Regions from separate parts of the Zea mays genome. Here region 2 is linked to region 1. The links are chromatin contacts, called in public Hi-C maps. All regions are on one chromosome and are shown on one strand. Each heading gives the region's core, a stretch centred on a gene start, on an enhancer-like site or on the middle of the called end of the contact. The rest is flanking DNA. Distances are from core to core; before and after follow the strand shown. Region 1 holds the start of LOC100381687. Region 2 holds the start of LOC100279880 (alpha/beta-Hydrolases superfamily protein).

Region 1 (6,086 bases), core at 496-2,995:
AGAAAAATGACATCATTCAAATGTTCCTGACAACAGTTTATCCAACCAAGTATAGATGCTACAACTAGCAAATTCTGAATTTTGAGTAGCAGGGTAATGCGGACTGTTTTGCTTACTGTGGTCAGCAGATGGTCTTCTCCTGGGGGTGGATGATGACGGGCTAGGTGATGATCCTAACCCTGACGATGACGATGATGAGGTTTCCAGCAACTGGACCTTGTGATGCTCAGCAAAGCTAACCAAGTTGTCATGCTTCTGCAATGTGCCCCTCAGCACAGATGTATCCTAAGGCAGGAGTAAGATCAGTACATGCCCTGAAACTAACTATATACAAATAATTTGAGGATGCTTTGGATCATTTGCTTGACAGATTTAGGGTTAGGGCTAGGAAACTCTTAATTAATAGCATAGAAAAACTCAATCCCAATACTACTAACATAAGAAGCATTATAAAGATGTGAACCTGCACTATAATCAATTTTGTATGCTACTTGATAGTTACTACTAACAGGAAACGGCGCTTTCATGAGAATGTGCAAGTGCAATCAGGCATCTGTGCTTCAATCATTTTTCAATGCAACTAAATCCCCATTCAGGTTACACAACTAACTATAGAGGGAAACTTACAGGCAACGCACTGAGGACAAAAAGAGCATGTCCAAGGAAAAGAGCATCAACATCTGTAGGGCTTCATAAATAGAAATTAAGAAATATCAGTGCTCCAAATTTGGCGTAGCAGAACAAAAATATAAGTGTCAGCAAGCATAAAAACCTAACACAAAGTACAGAGAAATATGCTGGATACAAGTTAATTGAAGTGTACCTATTATCAAATAGAAAGACTTGATCCCCTAATCTGAAAGACAATGAGTCATAAGCAGCACTTGCCTTCAGGTATATCTGTTTAAATAGAAAATTGCATTACAAGCTACTAATGTGTCAACCAAAAAACAAAAAAAGGCTAGGACAATAATAGGTAGGGAGTAGCAAACCTCCTCTTCTTTTTCTGCAGCATTGAGCTTTGTTATACCAAGTAGCTGCTTCACATGTCTAGTTTTATTCCAATGGAGTATCTTTCCAATGGGCCAAGGGAGATCAGAGAAGTAGATATCATTTGCAATGCTTCCAGCACTAACCACCCAGAGTTCATACAGCAAAGCATTAGCAAGCCAGGACGAAACCATGGCCTTTGTATCTAGCACAGTGGTGGATGAAATATTTGGGTGATTTGAGTTCAAGTCAGCAATTTTCTCATCCTTGAGATACTCAATTACGCCTCCTTTCTCGTTGTTGAAAGCCACGCAATCCCCAAATTCAACATATGGTATGTGATCTGTGCAACAACAAAAAAAACCGGTGTGAGAGCAAAGCAACCTTCTCCCTTCTCGCTCTAGCTCAACCCACATATAGGTCCCAGCACATCAATGCAGCGACCTTGCCACATATATCTAGCAGTTTTGTACTTTTGATCATCTACCCGGACAAGCGGAGACGCCAGCAGCAAAGAGCATAGCGGATCTAAGTAGATACAGGATAATATGATAAGACTACGCATGAGCGCGGGGAGCTCACCGGCATCGGGGAAGGAGGTGTCGACGTGGATGTCGAAGGGAACCTGCGCCATGCGGAGGTAGAGGAGCACGGGGAGGCAGGTTGGGCAGGCCGTAGGTAGCCCGAAGCAGGGCTTGCGCGCCACCAGCACCTTCCGCGCCGCCGCCTCCCACTCCACGGCCGCCGCCGATGCCATCGCCGAGGTGAGCTGGGTGGGGGTTTGCCTTGCGCAAAGGGGTTCTTTTCTATTCATATGGAGAGCGTAAAGGGTTTCTCGTGCTCCCTAAAAACTCAGGTGGGCTGAAAACCAGACCCGGCCCATCTAACATTGCACGCTTCCCCGTCCTCTATGCCGTGATTTTAGCACTTTTGAGTCGACTTCGTTCTTTTCGTGTTGAGTTTGGCCACGAGTTAGAAATCATGCCCTAAACCTAATCTGATCCACCGACGAATTAGATTAAATCAGAATTATTTTTTTAATGATTATTAGATCAGCTGATTCACAAATATATTTACAACAAGTAAAAACCACTTGATCCGTGCCTATTTGCTAGTGTTTGAGTTCAATGGACACAGCCCCAATGAACCCATATCGAATGGTGGCCTCCCCTAATCCGTGTCGAGCAGGTTACGCCAATGGAATCCTGACCTGTAATCATGTAATACTGTTTCATTTTGAGGTGACAAACATGGACTTACGCATACGAACAAATTTTTAGACCGTGTCTAGTAGAATGTGAAAATAAAGGGACATAATAAAATTGTAAATGACATTATTTAACGAGAAAAGTTTGAAAATAGACGATAAGACATGGATGTTAGAGATAGAGTCTGTTTAGTTCGTGACTACCTGTGTCACACTTTATCTAAAATTAGTCGTTAAAATTGAAAAACTAACATTAGCCAAAAAAAAATTAGGTAAATTGTAAGTCTTAGCCCGGCTGGAAACCACGAGAGATCCAACGGCCACAAAGCAAAAGCGGAGGGACCGACGGTTCGGATGGGCTAAACGCAGCGAGTCCGTCCCCTTTCTTCTCTCACAAGTAGATCTCGCGGTGTTAATCCTCCCGAGTCGCCTCCCCCTCAATTTCCACAAACGCAAGCCCCAATCTCGCCGTCACCACCCCCAATCCAGCAAACGCAAACCCCATCTCGCCGCCGCCGCCGCCGCGATGTCTCGCCGCTATGACAGCCGCACGACGATCTTCTCGCCGGAGGGGCGTCTCTACCAGGTGGAGTACGCGATGGAGGCGATCGGCAACGCCGGGTCAGCCCTCGGGATCCTAGCGGCCGACGGCGTGGTCCTCGTCGGCGAGAAGAAGGTGACCTCCAAGCTCCTCCAGACCTCGCGCTCCGCCGAGAAGATGTACAAGATCGACTCCCACCTGGCGTGCGCCGTGGCCGGGATCATGTCCGACGCCAACATCCTCATCAACACCGCCCGCCTCCACGCCCAACGCTACGCGCTCTCCTACCAGGAACCCATCCCCGTCGAGCAGCTCGTCCAGTCCCTCTGCGACACCAAGCAGGGATACACCCAGTTCGGAGGCCTCCGCCCCTTCGGGGTCTCCTTCCTATTCGCCGGGTGGGACAAGCACCACGGCTTCCAGCTCTACATGAGCGACCCATCCGGGAACTACGGCGGGTGGAAGGCCGCCGCTGTTGGGGCCAACAGCCAGGCCGCGCAGTCCATGCTCAAGCAGGACTACAAGGACGGCTTGACCCGCGAGGAGGCCGTCGCCCTCGCGCTTAAGGTCCTCAGCAAGACCATGGACTCCACCAGCCTGACTGCCGAGAAGCTGGAGCTGGCCGAGGTGTTTCTGCAGCCGGGCTCCGGGGAGGTACAGTACCAGGTGTGCTCTCCTGAAGCGCTGGGGAAGCTGCTTGCAAAGTCCGGCCTGACACAGCCAACACCCGAGGCATAATGCTCTGTTTTGCTGTGGCTTGTGATGCCTACTACTGCTCTTAGAGATGGTTTAAGCATTTGTGCTTCAGTTGTGTGAACTTGAATATTCGACGATTATGTGGTCTAATTTTATGTTGAGCATCCTAGATACGTTAATGTTTCATCTGTAACTGTGGATTGCCTTGAACTGGTTGCAAATTGTTGATTTCTATCTGCTCTGCTTGATTATTGTCGTGATTAGGGAGCATGTGGGATAATGGAACAGGCAAAATTAGGTTTGGATCTAACGCATCTGGATGATACCGACTGTATTTAGTGACCATGGCAAAATTTTGAACTGCTTATGTGTTCTAGTAACTATTATAGTTTAGGCCTCTAGATGACGCTAGTGCTTTCATTGATTGTGTTCTGGAAACAAGGCAAAATAATAAGGTATTCTACGTCTTTCAGATTATCTTCATTCTTATGTTGTGCTTGAATTGTTGTTTGCCATTAGGACTTGTGGTGACACTGACAGAGGGTGCTGTGGTGAAAATGTTAAGAACCATTTGTATGACCAGAACATGACAATACAATGCATCAGGATCATATAATTGTTCATCCCAAATAAAAAACCATGCTTCATATAGCTGATTGTCAATTGTGCTTAGAAACAGCTATTTTTGTGGTGTTCTGTCTGGTTTATATTACCTATATGGTTTGATGTCAACCATATGTTCAGTATTCAATGCTATTTTTTAGGAGAGGTTCCAGTTATAGTTCTCTCACGACTAAGGGCTTGTTTGTTTCCTTCTAGGATTATATATACCTGCTCATGGATTATATAAGCACCTAATGACCTGTTTATCGGTTATCATAATCTAGGCATCTAGATTATATATAGTCCATCTAATAATCTGTGTTGTTTGTTTGCCTCTTAACTTATTTAAGCTGGATTATATAATTTAGAGGGTAAACAAACAGGGTCTAAGACAATAACTTTTGTGGTTTGGTTGCAGCATTGTTTTGACATCATTTTTCTATGATTAGCCACTTACTACATGACCCCGAAGCTTTTGGTTTGCTCTTGAAAGATTATTTTGTACCTAGACTGGAATTGTTTGGTTGACAATTCATACCAATTGGTTATATCAAGCATCATCAGGACTCAGAGTTTTGGTGTGATGCATCTCAGTCAGTGCTAATGATCTTTGCCGGACCACTTCTTGAGACCTTGGGCTATTCATTGCTGTGAACTTGAAATTCTGGTGCTACCATAATTTGTTATTGCAGATTTTATCCAGTTCCTTGCTGCAATAGTGTTCCTTGCTTATTACCTGGTACTTGATGCCATCAGAATATGGGGACTCCGATTTTTTAGCATATAAGTAAAATTTTATTTTCCTTGTGTAACTAGTTATATTCTTGTTCAAGCTACCCTTCCGTTCCAAATAGTTTTTACTATGTAGACATAATGTATATCTAGGTGCATGCCTTTGGCCACAGGAATGGTTGAATAATTGAATGCTTCAATTAGATTTTGTTGAAGTTTTGTGTTGTTCTTAACTTCCACAGTATCTTGTATCTTTATGGATTGTGGTGTGGCGTTTTCTTCTTTTGGAATCCTGATATACGCTTCATTAATCATTTACTGTCTTCCAGCTGGATTTGTGATGACACTGTGAGTAACTGTTGGAATGAGAACCCATACCCTAATCAGGGGTTGGGAGTGATATTAAATAGAGAGAGTAACTGGGCCAAGGCCCATTACACAGGGGTATAACAGTCATTACACAGGGAATAACACAAACCCTAGACGGGTAGTCTAACACCCCCCGCAGTCACAACTCTATCCTGTACAGATGTTGAGACTGGATCGGAAGTCTAAAAAGACACTCGACGGTAACCCCTTGGTGAAGATGTCGGCGAACTGAAGCGTGGTGGGGACGCTGAGAACGCGGACGTCACCGGCAGCGACACGCTCGCGGACGAAGTGGAGGTCGATCTCCACATGCTTCGTGCGCTGATGCTGCACGGGGTTGGTGGAGAGGTAGACCGCGCTGACGTTGTCGCAGTAGACGAGGGTGGCGCGCTGGAGGGGACTGTGAAGCTCGTGGAGGAGCTGGCGCAGCCAGGAGGCCTCGGCCACGCCGTTGGCCACGGCACGGTACTCGGCCTCAGCGCTGGAGCGAGAGACGACGGGCTGCCTCTTGGCGGCCCAAGAGACGAGGTTGGCGCCCAGGAAGACGGCGTAGCCGGAGGTGGACCGGCGCGTGTCGGGACAGCCAGCCCAGTCGGCGTCGGTGTAGACCACGAGCTCCGTCGTCGGGGATGGGCGGAGTCAGTGAGATGGGGCTCCCGCGGAGTGTGCATGTGTAGGCACACCTGCTGGACGGCGTAAGCGATGTCGGGCCTGGAGAACGTGAGGTACTGGAGTGCGCCGGTGAGGCTCCGGTAGGACGTCGCGTCGGCGACCGGAGGCCTGTCGTCCTCAGAGAGCTTCGCTTGAGTGTCGACAGGCGTGGTGCAGGGCTTGCAGTCAGACATGCCAGCCCGCTCCAGGATGTCGATGGCGTACTGGCGCTGGTGGAGGAAGAGACCCTGAGGCCGACGTTCGGCGGTGACGCCGAGGAAGTGGTGGAGGGGCCCC
Region 2 (6,100 bases), core at 1,306-3,805, 690 kb after region 1:
GGTGTTGTTGAAATATAAGCCGAAATCTAACGTGGGTCTTACGGGAACGTTTAAGGCTTGTTTGGTTATTTTCAATCCATATGGATTGGAGGGGATTTATACAGATTGGGAGGAATTTTGACTTACTAAGGATTGAAACCCCTCAATCCCCTTCAATCCATATGGATTGGGGTAAAACCGAATAAGCCCTTAGAGGGTTCGTGATTCGGGATATGTCAATTAACGGATTTGTTTTGGTATTGAACTATAGTCTCTCTGGATGCGTGTTATATATATACGGGAAGAGATATAACTTATTTTATTTTTTATGTTTTGTAAACTCTCATTATATAGTGAAATTTGCTAGTTGGCGCGCTTATCATTTTTAGGTGAAGTTATGTGTCTTGTGTTTAATCCATGTTTGCATTATTTGCTAACGAGTGAACTAGAGTTAGACATAAGATTGAAAAATAAATCTAGTGTTTTGATTGCTCTGTAAGTTTGTTGTGTCGTCGTGTGCGATTGGGTCTACTATTCGCCGTTTTTTAGATAGAGTTAATCTTCATGTTGTTGTCGATCGATGGTGGTACCTATTCATTTGCAAAAACTATTGTTAAGAGGCAGATTACCACAAGGAGGTTATAGCTAGAGTTACACTAATTTTTTTTTTGCAGATTATATTTTTTTTCTAGTTATTTTTGTTATTTCTCTGTCATGTCAATGAAGTATGATCTTCTCTATCTTTGGATCAAGGCACAAGGTTCGCTCTATGGCAAATCAAGATGAGGGACATTCTTACTCAAACTGAAGTCGATGACACTCTTGATAAGTTCAGTAAAAAAGATCCAAAATCTTGGACCCATGAGGAGAAGATTGTAAGGCCGTGACTCAAATTCAATTTCATCTTTCAAATAATATTTTGCAAGGTTGTTTACAAGAGAAAAATACATCTATTTTATGGCTCAAGCTAGAGTTGATTTGCATGTCTAAGGATTTGACAAGAAAAATGCATATGAAGATGAATTTATAAACGCACAAGATGCAAGAGGATGGTTTTGTGCTTAACCATCTTTCAGTTTTTAAGAAGATCGTTTCATATCGACATTTTATGGAGGTAGATTATGATGATGATGGTTTAGATATTATTCTTTTGTGCTCGTTGCCTAGTTCTACAACACATGGTGTATTTTCATATTGAATAACTGTGTCGCATGGTGTATTTTCATATTGAATATCATATGTATAGTTGTATACATAGGTTTCTCTAGTCCTATGTGGGGCTATGCTTTCAGCTGTAACTTTTTTTTGTCAAAGTAATACATGGATATGTACATCTTGAAAATGGATTGACTAACAAGTTCCCTGAATTATGACCATGTGCTTCAAAAACTGTGTCTAACTTTTGAAAAGAAAACTGTGTGTCCCTTTGTTCGTGTTAACTGCTGATGCAATTGTTTGCTACTAGACAACCTTGAAATGTTGAACGATTTGCATAACCTTGCAACTGAAGGTTGGATGGTGGAAATTCAAACGTTGAACGATTTGCTATTAGTCACTACCTGCCGGTGCTGGATATTGTAGGTTACAACAATACAAGGTGATTATTTTTCCCATCATTAGTTTGTTAACATGACGATCCGAGCTGGTGTAATATGTACCTAATATGAAGCCTAGAGTATCTGGATCTCAAAAATATTCTCTTTGAAAGCGAGATTTTTCTATGGTTTCAAAGTTTCAGAACGATACAACAGAACTTATATACCAGTGTTTTCCTTAATTAGATCTTAACGTGATTATGTAGTTATCAAATCATGTCTAATAAGCATTGAACAATTTCATTTTTTGAGCCATTGTAGAGCATCCGATTGACGCCTAGTCGTTCTGAAGACGGACGCTGCTACGGTTCCTGTATATATTTATTATATTTGTCTTAAATCTGTCCTGTCGGTTCTCCCGTTCTGTGTTGTCATGGATTTCCATTCCGAATTATTAAGTTTGGCGGAACGGTGAAGATGGAACTCACTAAAAATTAGAGTCTTTTTAGCAGGGTTTGGGATTCCTTACAGAAAGCCAGGAAATTTCATGTCTTAATGCCTTCCCCTCCACCGCTGCTCTTTGTTTTACAAGGGCATGTACACCGTAAACTTAAAATCAGGTTTTTAAGTATAAAAGACAACTAATAGACCGTATGCTATAACATTGACCTAAGAAGTAATATATATAGAGAGATGTATAAATGACTTTTTTTATTGGAACCTATCGTAAAGACTTTTTAGTTAGGAATGAATTGAAGGAGATTAAATCTTTACTAGTCAAATTTTGATAGAAAGGAATTTAATCACTTCAATCCCTCGCTGAGATCTAAAGAGTTGTACATGCTCTGAGTTGTTCTCAAATGTAGAATTTGTTTCGCAGACCTTTTAAATTTTAATTAAGCTGGTGAAAAGTTCTCCCTAAATGCGGACTTTAATGCTCGGCATGAAAACTCGTGTGAGTTATGACGTCAGTGTCAGTCAAATAATTAAAGCTGCCTCCGATGCTGGCATCCGCCTAATCCCATCCGCTATATATCGGATCGACGGTCTCCCCGCATGGACGCAGCGAGACTCCGTTGCGCCGCCGCCATCGCCACCGCCACAGCTGTCCCCGCCGCCCGGGCGCTCCCGATTCGCCGCCACCCGGCCTTTTTCCGCGTCCCCGCCGCCGTTGGCCTCCGGTTCTCGTCGTGCCGGATCCCGGTGCCGAGGAGAGCGGCCGCGGCCATGTCGTCGTCAGCGGCGGCGCAGGGGACGGAGCACGAGGCTGACGCGTGGTACGCGGTACCGGGCCTCAGCCTCCGCGACCACCGGTTCGCCGTCCCGCTTGACCACTCCAGTCCCGAGCGCGGGGACACCATCACCGTCTTCGCGCGCGAGGTCGTCGCCGGTAGGTCGCGCTTACCAGCTTCCGCTCACCCGATTGCGATCCGCGCAGTGTTAATGTGGGTGTGTTACGTTGGTTACGTTATGTTTCGCTGGAAGAAATTGGAACGATGTGTAGGTGTGTTATTTGGGAAGTACAGACATAATCCACTGGGTTTGGACATGATCACATGAATCAAGAATCTTAGCAGTGGCTCATCTGTGCTACTGCATCGGGCCAGCCTGCTTAGCTTAATTCTAGGTATATGTTTCTGGCAAACTAGGAGCAAATTTGTTTGGAGAACTGACTAGTTCTTTGTCACCACCAATATAATTGTGTAAACGATGTCGCAGCTTGCAAATGTAAAAGGTAAGAAAGATTTTGGTGAAGTCGCTTCGTGCAACAATTTACATTTAACTGATGTGAGGTATCTACTGGTTTAGGCTTGTATGTCTTCTATGTATGTGAATTGACCCTATCATATTGGACGCTTAGGCTTGAAGTAATGGATCACGATCCAAATGTTTCTTCACAATTCATTTGAGTCCTTAATTAATTTTATTTCAAAAAATGAATATAATAGAGCCTGATCCTAATTTGATCCAGTCCTTAAATTTTATAGTGTAAAATTTAGAGCTCATTACCCTCCTAAATGTATGTGAATTGACCCTTATCATATTGGGAGAGCTAGAACCACTACGTGCTTTAGTGCTTCTGTAGTTATTAAAAATATCAATGACCCTCATGTTTGAACTGTTTCAGCTGGGAAAGAATACATATCTCTGCCTTATTTATTGTACCTACAAGGAGGGCCTGGATTTGAGAGTCCCCGTCCCACGGAAGCAGGTGGGTGGTTAAAGAAAGCTTGTGAAGACCACCGCGTTGTCCTGCTAGATCAGGTAAGAATGCACGGTCGAATTTCTTGGTTAGATCCTGAGTTCTCTCTGTCCTTGTTCTCCCCTTCCCCTTGGATTGGACTGTGTTGACACCCTTCTTGTTTTCAGCGGGGAACAGGATTATCCACACCGTTGACTCCATCATCTCTTTCGCAAATTAAATCTCCTGCAAATCAGGTGGAGTACCTGAAGCATTTCAGGGCAGATAATATAGTTAAGGATGCAGAATTTATTCGTGTACGTCTTGTACCAGATGCTAAGCCTTGGACAGTCCTAGGACAGGTATGCTATCTGGCATGCACTTAGTAGAAATGGTACCATCATAAGCTTTAAGGATATGTTCATATATAGCTCAATTAAATATTTCAACAACATAAGTATTTGTACTGAAGGGCAGGCTGGTGCAGTGGTGAGAGATGCCTTACTTAGTCACTAGGTCGTGGGTTCGAAGCAGCCTCTCTACATTTGCGGGGAAATGATTGCCTCAGTTTATCCCTTCCCTAAACCCCACTCATTCGGGAGCCTCCAGCACTGGGTCTTTCCCCAAAAGTATTTGTGCCATGTGGGACAACGCTCCTCACTTGCTCAGCTTGATTATGAACTTCTACTAGTGGAATTAAGGTTGAAGATCTCTTGTTAGTTGTTAACATCAATTAAGTATGTGAAAAGTCACAGGGTCATGCAAGCTAACTCAGTAATCAACAGAAGGCTAACTAATCTGTATCTTGCTCTCTGGAGATAAAGCTTAAAAATATACGAACCTCCCTTGCAGTTTTTAGTTATTGTCCTTCATTCACAAAGTCATGCATTCTTTTGGGGTAGTAGCACTCTGCTTATGCCATCATCGACCTGTTCGTAATTGCAGAGTTATGGTGGATTTTGTGCCGTTACATATTTGAGTTTTGCTCCAGAAGGCCTGAAATCTGTTCTTTTGACTGGAGGGCTCCCACCACTAGGAGAACCTTGCACTGCAGATACGGTGTACAGAGCTTGCTTTAAACAGGTCCAGCAGCAAAACGAGAAGTACTATAAGAGGTACCCCCAAGATATACAGGTCGTTCATGAGGTTATAAGATACTTAAGTGAATCTGAAGGGGGAGGGGTAAGTCACTTTAACAGTGAATATATCAGTGATGTTGGAAACTTGTTCTTATGCAGCACTTTTTTTTGCAGGTTCTTCTTCCATCTGGTGGCCGGTTAACCCCTAAGATGCTGCAGTGTCTTGGATTATCAGGTCTAGGTTTTGGTGGTGGATTTGAAAGGCTGCATTATCTGTAAGAAACACGTTTGATCTTCTAATTCAAAATTAGAGGGAAGAACACGATATATCTGATTTCTGATCTGCACCATTTCTTGCTATTTTGTCCAGTGCAGGCTTGAGAGGGTGTGGGATCCTGTACTTGTCGCTGGAGCTAAAAAGAGGATAAGCTATTACTTCTTAAAAGAGGTGAAACCTCTATTACTTTATGTACAGCGTTAACGTTTTTAGATCTCCAATGCGGATAACCTAACATTATATTCTCTAGTTCGAAATGTGGCTAGATTTTGATCAAAATCCTCTTTATGCCCTCTTGCACGAGTCTATCTACTGTGAGGTAACTTGTGAACCTTAGGCTAGTACTTACTATGTTTATGGTCCTACTAGCACTCCTGAAGTCCTATTTTGTTTATGGTCTTGGATTCAGGGCTCTTCATCAAAATGGTCTGCTGAAAAGATTCATGGCGAATATGGGAGTTTGTTTGACCCTATTAAAGCTACAGAAGAAGGCCGAGCTGTGTACTTTACTGGAGAGGTACTCGTTTGGACATCTTGCTGGACCCTTGGGTAAAATCAAATTAAAAAAGGAGCTTGTGTAATGTCAATAACCTTCCATGTGTGTGTTTATTCTTTCATCTTGAGACAAAACTATAGGCAGAAGCTGTCAACTATCCTACTACATTTTTTTCAACATACGCTTCCCTAAAATTCGATATAATTAATGTATTCATTTTTTTTTGTTACGCAGATGGTGTTCCCTTGCATGTTCGATGACATCCCTGCTCTACGAGACCTAAAGGAGGCTGCCTGTTTGTTAGCTGAGAAGGAAGACTGGCCTCCGCTCTATGATGTCAGCGTGTTGAACAACAATAAGGTGCGTTGTTCATAAGGGTCGTACCATAATTCATACTGTAAGGGCTAGTTTGGGAACCACATTTTCCTAAGGGATTTTTATTTTTCCAAGGAAAATTAGTTCATTTTCACATGGAAAAATGTAGTTCCCAAACTAGCCCTAAAAGAAGTTTCCATCTATTTATTCACATACTATACATGATCAGAGTCCAGG

The links. A called contact is a pair of places that touch in the nucleus more often than the background predicts.
Region 2: a Hi-C map of bundle sheath shows a contact between it and region 1, with 2.5 times the contacts expected there. The contact joins the promoter of LOC100279880 here to the promoter of LOC100381687 in region 1. A contact is called at or near these places in 2 of 25 Hi-C or Micro-C datasets (bundle sheath and ear).

What each region holds. Positions count from the first base shown.
Region 1 is chr9:17,621,079-17,627,164 of Zm-B73-REFERENCE-NAM-5.0, forward strand. It overlaps LOC100381687, which reads right to left and starts at 1,746. Exons shown (of 6, transcript NM_001351851.1): 1 at 1,573-1,746; 2 at 993-1,333; 3 at 824-900; 4 at 628-688; 5 at 117-285. The coding sequence starts at 1,624. LOC100193140 (proteasome subunit alpha type) reads left to right here and starts at 2,603. Exons shown (of 1, transcript NM_001138298.2): 1 at 2,603-3,667. The coding sequence starts at 2,724. The coding sequence ends at 3,476.
Region 2 is chr9:18,309,011-18,315,110 of Zm-B73-REFERENCE-NAM-5.0, forward strand. LOC100279880 (alpha/beta-Hydrolases superfamily protein) reads left to right here and starts at 2,556. Exons shown (of 10, transcript NM_001152833.2): 1 at 2,556-2,904; 2 at 3,643-3,779; 3 at 3,885-4,058; 4 at 4,642-4,878; 5 at 4,950-5,050; 6 at 5,151-5,223; 7 at 5,303-5,371; 8 at 5,462-5,569; 9 at 5,783-5,908. The coding sequence starts at 2,571.